Linked DNA regions of Neogale vison: region 1 is linked to region 2. Evidence: chromatin contacts called from public Hi-C data. All regions are on one chromosome and are shown on one strand. Each heading gives the region's core, a stretch centred on a gene start, on an enhancer-like site or on the middle of the called end of the contact. The rest is flanking DNA. Distances are from core to core; before and after follow the strand shown.

Region 1 (4,756 bases), core at 237-2,736, 90 kb before region 2:
TTCCTCTTATTGTAATTCATTCGGTATTCCTTCCTGCTCCTCTGTCTCGGCTAATTGTTCTTTTCCCACACTACAGGGTTTTAATTTCCTCTAGTTAGAGCCTTATCACCCCTGTCTACACTTCCTCTCCCTTTCTGACCTATCTCCAGGTCCCCACTGACCTGCAGGGACCCTAGCACAGCTACTTAATTGCCACCATACCTTAGTTTGCCTGTCACTGAAATGGGAATGGTAACTCTCCCCTTCTTTCCAAAGCAGCAGCATCAAAATCTAGTCTTTCTAGGACAGTTCTACCCGTCACTAACTATGGACATGCTGAGTTCTGCCATTATTTTCATGACTATTCCGATTGTTTTCACTAGCAAAGCTCGAAGCCGTGAGGATATATCATCCTTTGGGCTCTGTTTGGCCTCATTTTTAACTTTGCGAGGGAGTGTAGCCATACAAATTCTAATTTTCTGTGTGGCACGTTCGCTGACAAGAGCAAATTTCTCTGTGCTCTAAAAAATTGGGCGACATCTTGAGCAAACATACGCTTTTTTTTTTTTTTTTTCTGAAAAAGGAAATGGTGGTGTCCTAAGAATTCCTTCATAATGCACAGACTCCCTAAAACAAGTTTCTTTACAGAGGGCTAAGAAGGAAATCTTCATTTTTAAAAACTATTATTATCATTATTACATTAGAGAAGGGGGGTATCCAATGTTTAATGTAGACGCATTAATCCCAGGGTGGGAAGAGGGAGGAGATAGCTAGCACTCAGACATGTGATTGTTGTTCGGTTTGGTTTTATTTTGCTCTCACACACAGACTTGATCCTTCTTTTCCCTTTTAGTGTCTGGGGGGGATGGGGAAGTGAACTGTCCTCTGACCGAGGAGGTGGAGTGAAGGCCTTTGTTTTAAGACCACGGTTCTGATTACACCTGACAGGGCTGAAACTCGATTCCCACAGAGCTTACTCACACCTTATCTTCTCTGCTCCTGATGATTAGAGCAGGAATGCCGCAGCAGACGTTGTCACTTGGATTCAGTCTGTATACTGCTGTGTACGGTAACAAAAATAAAAGTTCATTTTTTGGTCTCGAGATTAGCTCCAGGGGAGTTCTCCCTTCCATCTATTTTTATATTGGTCATCAAGGCTAAATCTTAATGTTCCTGGCTGAGATTCTCAGAGTTCGAGAATAATCACATTTAATAAAAAGTCTGCCTCAGAAAAAGACTCACATAACCTGAGCCGTGGCAATGATTTTGTGGTATTTGGATTCACGTCTGTAAAAATATTTGGACACCAGATGGTGGATTGTTAGGGGCATTCATCCCAAACCAAAAGTTTAAAAAAATTCACACACACAACACACACACACACACACACACACACAAAATACAGCGGGAGGGAAAAATCATCATTAGTTTTTTTTCCAGTCATGTTGCATGAGTAATGGTAAAAGCAACAGCTAAAACAATAAGATTACTGTGTTGAATTCTTAATGTGTTGTCAGGAATGAAGACTTCAAGTAGTGCTGAAAATATGCTCTCCCTCTGAATAACGCATACTTCGAGTACAACTCATTTTGACAGCTTACCAAGTGGACATATTTTCTGAAAAACAAAATCATCCTGCTGATAGAGGAAGCTATATGAGGGGGTGGGGGGGTGGAGGAGGTTATCTCTTATACAGGACTGGATTGAGAAGCAGCCAAATCAAACATGAAGCCCACAGCCTAGGGCCCTAGTCATGAATCCAAAATGACTTTTTCTCTGCAGGTTGATTTTGTTTTTAAAGATCAGTTCTCAACTATCTGCACTAATGGGTGGGGAGGCATGGGATAAATACACCAAAACAGGATAACAGAAAACTGAGTTTATATTTAACTGTGGAATGTATGTTTGTGGGAGGGTTGTTATTTATGTCACATGGTAGTCATGCTCCATGGGGCTTTGGCTGTCCGTGTGCTGTGTTAGAGCAAATGAAGTCTGTTTTCTGAAGAAAAACTGGCCCTGGCCCATGGGTACATCTTGGTCTGACTCTTTATAGAGGTAGTCTATGCAGATACTGGACCTGGTTAGGAACCCTCGTTATTTACACATGAATGCCAAATTCTTTGGTGTATACCAGCATCAAATCAGAAACACAAAGTTTTGACACGTTAGGTCCCTGCCACACAATCTATCCTTGACTTCTCTGCTGCTTGATTCTTATCAAAGCTTTGTTGCAGAAAATAACATCTATGGAAGGAAGCAATCTGTCATTTCTTTCAGATATATTAGACTTTATCCCTGGATCAAGTCAGATAATTGAAGAACTTCGTATTTGAACTACAACAGTTCATTCCCTCAAGAGAAACTGTATTCTTGAGGACTTCACTTTACTATGATGCCCTAAGTTAAATCTCCTTAAGTGACATTGTAGGAAACTGTAAGGGCCTATTTAGCTAGAGCGATTCCATCCAGTTAAACAATGACTTTGAATGACTTTGTTGTTTATACAGTAAAACTTAAACTGTCCCTGTCCCCCCCCCCCTCCAGGGGACTGACTTAAAAAAAACAAGTCCTGGAAACCAGTCCAAGGTAACAAAGCCCAAATACAAGGGTGGGTCAGGCCAGGTGGAGACATCCAGATCAGTGGGGGGATGCATACTGTCTCCCTAGGTACCAAGGAGTATGGGCCCCGCCCTTTGGGCACCTTTTGGGTGCCAATTCTGACCAAGGTGATAGGCTAGTTCAAATATCTACTATAGTGTAAATTGTAATTCAATTGATTCAATTGGTCACTCATGTGTGACCTAGCATGATTGTGCAGCTTTCTCTGTGTGTTACAATCTCATTGGCCACCTGTGCGTGGCCAGGCCCAACCACATGGCGTTTGCCCTTAAAAGCTAGTCTGTAAGGCAGAGAAAGGTTGCCTCTTTGTAAGAGATGGCCCTGGCCAGTCAGTTTGATTCTTTTTTTTTAAAATATTTTATTTATTTATTTATTTGACAGAGAGAGATCACAAGTAGACAGAGAGGCAGGCAGAGAGAGATAGAGAGAGAGGGAAGCAGGCTCCCCGCTGAGCATAGAGCCCGACGCGGGACTCCATCCCAGGACCCTGAGATCATGACCTGAGCCGGAGGAAGCGGCTTAACCCACTGAGCCACCCAGGTGCCCCCGGGGTCAGTTTGATTCTTGATGCTTGGTGCAAAATAAAGATTTGCTTGACCTTCGCTTTTTATCAGTCTCGCTCCTTTAATCATGGACCCATTATTGGGGGACCTTTCAGAAACAACTATTGGAAAATCACTTGCTTTACGTATTATTCAAGATACCAGTGTCCCTTCAAAAGATGCACGGGAGACCCTTCCTTTGGGTGTCTAGTCTCCTGAGCCCCTGGTATTACAAAACATCATAAAATATTTATGACTGTTCTGGTTCCTTTGTTGCTCAGAGCCAAATCTGTGGACCCTTTACAGTAACTGCTTGAATCCCTATGATTGGAATTTCTCTGTAGTGGGATTATTTCTTGCTTCATTTTACTATCTTTTTCTTTTTCTTCTGATTTATCTCATTTGTTTCAATTTTATTGCATGATTTTTATAAGTCACTCAAGGTACATTTTGAAATGAATCAGGGATTTCATGGATACATTTATCATTCTTATGGCATTTCCTGAGCAAACATCAATAAGAAAATACCCCCAATTAGAGATACCATTCAAAGTATGAGGGATTATGGGGGAAAATTTAAAAATGTTTTCATTATCCAGATGATTGAGAATTTGAGATATGACAGCCATATATAGTTAATTTGACTGAGACACAGTGGAAAATGAAAGACATGTAGACTTCAGACTGGAGGAGGAAGAAGCAAAAACTCTTTGTTGTGTGTAACTCTTCTGCTGAGCAAACTGAGACTCACAGGAAGGGAGGAAGGTACCAACTGGCCCTTCAGTTGGTAGGAAATTGTCCTGAAAGGGCCCATCTGAGCTAAGGGCTGAAACCAAAGACAACTTCATCTGGGGGGAAGGGTTACTCTGCTGAAAGAGTGAAGCAGGACAGGAAGTCATTCCTCAAATACAATTTAATGCTTCACACTTTTTTTTTTAAAGATTTTATTTATTTATTTAACAGATAGAGATCACATGTAGGCAGAGGGGCAGGCAGGGAGAGAGAGAGGAGGAAGCAGGCTCCCTGGTTGAGCAGAGAGCCCAATGTGGGGCTTGATCCCAGGACCCTGAGATCATGACCTGAGCCAAAGGCAGAGGCTTTAACCCACTGAGCCACCCAGGCGCCCTTGTTTCACACTTCTTTTAAAATCTTGTTTATTTGTTTATTGTTATGCTTTGATTAAAGCGAATCATAACTTGATCCCTATATCTATCCTTGATAATGACATTTATTTATGAAGATAAAGTGTATCAAATACATGTAACTATGTGCCTGGCACTGAGGATAAACCAACAAGTCAGAAGTCCTGTTCTCAATGAGCTCACCCTAGCTCTATTTGTCTATTCATTTATTCAAACAACTATTTATTGGATACCATGTATTTGTTTATTGAGAATCTTATTTAGTTATTGAGTATCTAAAGGGAGGGCTATAAGAGTAATGGTGGGAGGGGACCTAAGCTATAATGAGCTGGGGGACAAAGAAAGCCACCTGAGGAGTTGGTATTTGGGTTGAAACCTGAAAGCAAAGAGATGGTTCAGGGTCCAGGGATGGAAAGGGCAAATACTGAGCTAATGGAACAACATGGGCAAAGTCCTGAGGTGGGAATGAGATGC
Region 2 (4,293 bases), core at 690-3,189:
GGCCTGAATGACTTCACTTCCTTAGAACTGGGAGAGGTGTCCCTCTTCCCTTTCTCTGTCAATGGGTAGTCTCAATCTCTTTCTCCCTATCACTTTTTATCTCTCTTCTCTTTACTGTCTCATCTTATTTTTGCCTGCACTTGTCTCTGCATCTTTTTCTCTCTGCCTTTCTCTCTTCTCCACAATTGCTTCTCACCTTCTCACGTCTTGGTCTCTCTTTCTCCATTTTTTCTTTCCCTTCCTCCTGTGTGCTCCTTACTGTTTCTATCATCCTATTACCTTATCCCCACATACCCTTTCTTCCCAACAGGACCTTATTCAAGACATTGTCTGTGACATTGCAAGCTCCACCTCAACAAGGAACACAATCGTCCTTATTAAGGGAATGGTAGATAAGATAGCACAAAGTAATTTATATCATTTAAAATAGATGTAAGGGGATGTTTGAGGTTGCATGAGTACCTCACATTTCTTCTCCAAAGTCTTATGATTTAATCAGGGTTGCACTGCTTCATTCAGTCCCCTTTTGGCCTGGGGACTCCTGACCTCTCCTCTTACTATTTTGTTCCTGTGTAAGGCATCAACTTCTGCGATGGTGCATTTTTCTTTTTAGGTATGCTTAGAAGGATAGTTTGGTTTTGACATTTCCGGAGTATCTGTGACATGTCCTTGGTACTGTTGTTTTTGGGGTTTGAAGGGGTAAATGTGTATAGGTTGAGTTTGAAAAATCCAGTTTGCAGCTCAAGTAGCCAAGTAGCTGAGCATTTTCATATTTATCTTTCCCAAGTAGCATCTGAGGGACCACATTTGTTTTATTTCACTAACATTGTTTTTCATGTAAGGATTCAAAGATGTTCCTCTTCTCTTTGTCAATTAGTTTCTCCTTTTCTCACTACTTGTTGGCTTTATCAGGCTCATTATTTTTTTCTGTAAGTAGGTAGTCTCTCCCTTCTCTCTTTTTATTTCTCATTCCTGTTTTCTCTGTCATCACCTTTTTCTGCCTTCCTTGATTTTGCCTCCTGCTATGTCTGCACCCCTATTCTCTTTCTCCTTTTCCTCTTCACACTCTCCTGTGTCTTTTTCTGCTTTCTCTCATGGTGATAATTTTTCTGTCTTCACCATTACCCACAGTCTCCTGCCCCATGTGCCCTCTGTTTCTCCATCAGGTTTTTCTCAGTGTTCCAACACAGACACAAAGGACGTTGCTTGTTCCAGTGTGTAGTATGATATGGAGGCTTACGTGCTTTGGGCCCCTGATGCTTTCCTTAATTGTTCCATCCTTCTCAGACATTTTTCTCATTCTGAGTGAGTTTTGAGAGAGAAGCTTAAGAAAGTAATATAGGTCTAAGTGGGAAATACTACCCGCTACAGAGGGAAGTTGAGCCAGGCCTGTGTTACACTTTGCCGGTATGAGGTCTTGTTTTTGTTTTTGTTTTTGTTTTCTTAAAGGCCTTGATGAGGGAGGAACAGGTGATCAAAAGAAGTACCTCATAAGAAATGTAGATTGCTCATTTGAGAAACCTCTGTTAGCCAGATGAAGTCATCAGGCGATTCGTGCCTGAGGTTGGCTCCGCCTGTCGTGCCTCGAGCCCCACACTGTGGCTAACACGTCCTGCAATGTTGGGGACAGCCTGCCCGCTGGAGTGCCTCTGACAACCCGCGCTCCGCGTGTTGGAGCCGGCAGCCGCCCCCACCTGCGGCCTGAGGCCGGAGCCCCGCCCCGCTCGGGCGCGCGGGCCAATGGGCTGGGCCCCAGGGGGCGGGCCGCGGCCGGGCGGGAGGCGCGAGGCCGGGGGGCGGAGCGAACGGGGCGGCGCGGTGGTGGCCGGAGCTGCTGGGGCGGCGGCGGTGGTGGCGGTGGCGGCTTGACCCGGCGTCCGCGGGTCGTGGGGGATGGGGGCGGCGAGCTCCAGCCCTCGGCAGAGGCGGCCGCGGCCGTGAGTGTTGGGCGGGCGTCCGCGTCCGGGACGCAGGATGGAGCGCCGCGGTGAGTGTGGGGCTGCGGCGGCTGGGGCTCGGGGCTGGGGTGGTCCGCGGTTCGGCGGGCGGGTTGCGGTCTAGGGTGTGGGTGGCCCATGCGGCGACCCCGAGCCGGGGCGGCGGCGGGCTGCGCTGGGGGTCGGGCTCCTGTCCTCCGTGCTCCTGGTGGTCCGGGAGCGGTCTGAGGGGGCGAACTGCGCGCCTGGCGGCCGCGAGCGCCTTCCCCAAACAAATGACGATTAAAATTAAAGCAAACAAGTAACAAGTCCCACCGTCCACGTACTGTTCTAAAACTGCTCCACATTTTAACTTCTTTAACCCTCGCAACGGGTCCGTGATTATTTAAGTTATTTTTTACACGGGGAAGATGAGGTTAACCTGCTGGAGCACACAGGCAGGTAATTGTCAGAGTTCGGGTTTAAACTGAGGCTCCTGTGTGCTCTTGACCGCTAGCGAGTCCAGTCTTAGCTCTGACCCGCCCCACTCCCACCTGTCCTGACTGCAGTCTTCACTTCAGCTGGGTTCCATTCCGGAGACGTTTTAGAATTTCCGTGGTGCGTTGTTCTCCTCGCCTCTCTCTTTTGGGCTGAGGAGGAGCTCTTTCGTTCCGAGGCCTCAGTGTCACTGGTTTTCCCAATTGCGTGGTGGATGTGTTTGGGGCTTGACTGTTAGATTTCATTTTAATGGGTGAGCTCAAGAACCCTAGTGACTGAGCCTCTTGTCTCCATGTTAATCTTATTCTACTCTCTTTGGCAAGAAGGAATTGGCCTCGCACCCTTTGTTGGGGGGCGGGCAGGACTGTTAGCTGCTAAAGGCAGGAGCTGGGCGCCCGTTCCCCTTTTTCCACCTGTCTTGGTGACCGTATCACTCCTCTGGCACTATCCATGTACGCTGCCCTTTTTGGTTGCTCCGTTTCCCTACTCGGTATTTAAATACGGGGATGGGGAGCGTGCTCTTTGGCATGGGGTAGTTTTGGCTGGTCAAGAGAGAGCCCTGCCTGCCAGGAATGCTAGACATTCTGGAGGCGTGGGAGGTTGGGCAGCTTCCTCTTTTTTAAACGTGCTAGGTTCTAAGTGCACAGGAATGAAGTGTATGTGCACTGCGTGCCTTTCTTTAGAAATTACAATTATTTGCATATTATTGATAAAACTTTTTGACTTGCCCGTGTGCTGTTTTTGTAGGGAGAGCTTTACAAAACTATAATCAAAGACCTCCAGGATTAATTTTTCTGATTTTTTAAAAGAGTCTTTAAGTAGATTCTTACCAAATCAGAAATTGTGCTGAAATAGATTTCTGAAATATCTGGCAATTTTTCTTGAGGTAGGAATAGTTAGATGGGAACTATTAAGTAGATATCTGGGGCAGTTTTAAAAACTTTAATTAGCCTAGTGCCTAAAATGAAAGTACTTATATAATGATGTGTTTGGGGGAGGATATGCATGTAGCATGGGACGTTTGATTAACACAGGCTACTCAAGTCTTGGGAGAGTCACGTTACAGAGTATTGGGAAGTTAGTGTTCACATTTCTAATGCACATATTACTTAGAATTAAAAACATATAGAGAAAGTAGTTTTGTGTAGTAATATTCTTTTACCTACAAAGTTCTTTGCTAAGTGGATAAAACACATTTTTAATGTTGATGGTTTGGAGTTGGAAGAGATGCATGAGATTTTGGAGAGTTTCACAAATATTTTGCTCAATGATCTGTTTGCATGGTTCAAACTTCACTTGGAAGCCATTTAGTAGGTTTCCATGAAGCCAGCTAAGTTTCTGGAATTGTTTCCAGTGTTGTATTTCTTGCTCACAATCTACAGATATATTGTGGTATAGCCACATCTTGTTCATTACCTAAGTGTATTTAACAAAAAACAATCTCTCACAGTAAAGCACAGCTAATATAATGGTTAAGTTACTGAGTCTTCATAACGAACCAGGCACAATGTTAAGTGCTTTCCATATTATTACCTCATTTAATTAAATTGCCAGTTGCAATATGTTAGTAACTACATTTTACATTAACACCAACTAGAGTTTGGGACACAGGAAGGTAGTGTGGATGATCTGGGAAAGTGTATATTCTCCAAATTTTCCTCTATTATAGTTCAGTTTTTTGAAAACTTGGATTAATTTTGTTATTTAAAATTTTTTTCAGCTGTCGTGTTTCCTTTTTCATTTCCAGTAGGAAAAATAGTTAAGTATATATAACAAAGTTAGTACATTACTCACAATAATGCAGACTAGAGATAGAGTATAATCCTTTCTAGTTCCCCCCCCCACCACTGTTCACGTTTTGTTTGCTTATAGATTTTCT

The links. A called contact is a pair of places that touch in the nucleus more often than the background predicts.
Region 1: a Hi-C map of fibroblasts shows a contact between it and region 2, with 4 times the contacts expected there. The contact joins the enhancer-like site here to the promoter of ARHGAP29 in region 2. A contact is called at or near these places in 2 of 3 Hi-C or Micro-C datasets (fibroblasts and muscle).

What each region holds. Positions count from the first base shown.
Region 1 is chr2:80,629,176-80,633,931 of ASM_NN_V1, reverse strand. No RefSeq gene overlaps it. Among named protein-coding and RNA genes, the nearest start is that of ABCD3, 65 kb to the left of the region's middle. Within about 2 kb of position 1,486, the one cell type or tissue checked has open chromatin away from gene starts, as enhancers often do. A contact at or near this core is called in fibroblasts, where this site is marked.
Region 2 is chr2:80,539,810-80,544,102 of ASM_NN_V1, reverse strand. ARHGAP29 (rho GTPase-activating protein 29) reads left to right here and starts at 1,939. Exons shown (of 23, transcript XM_044238717.1): 1 at 1,939-1,987.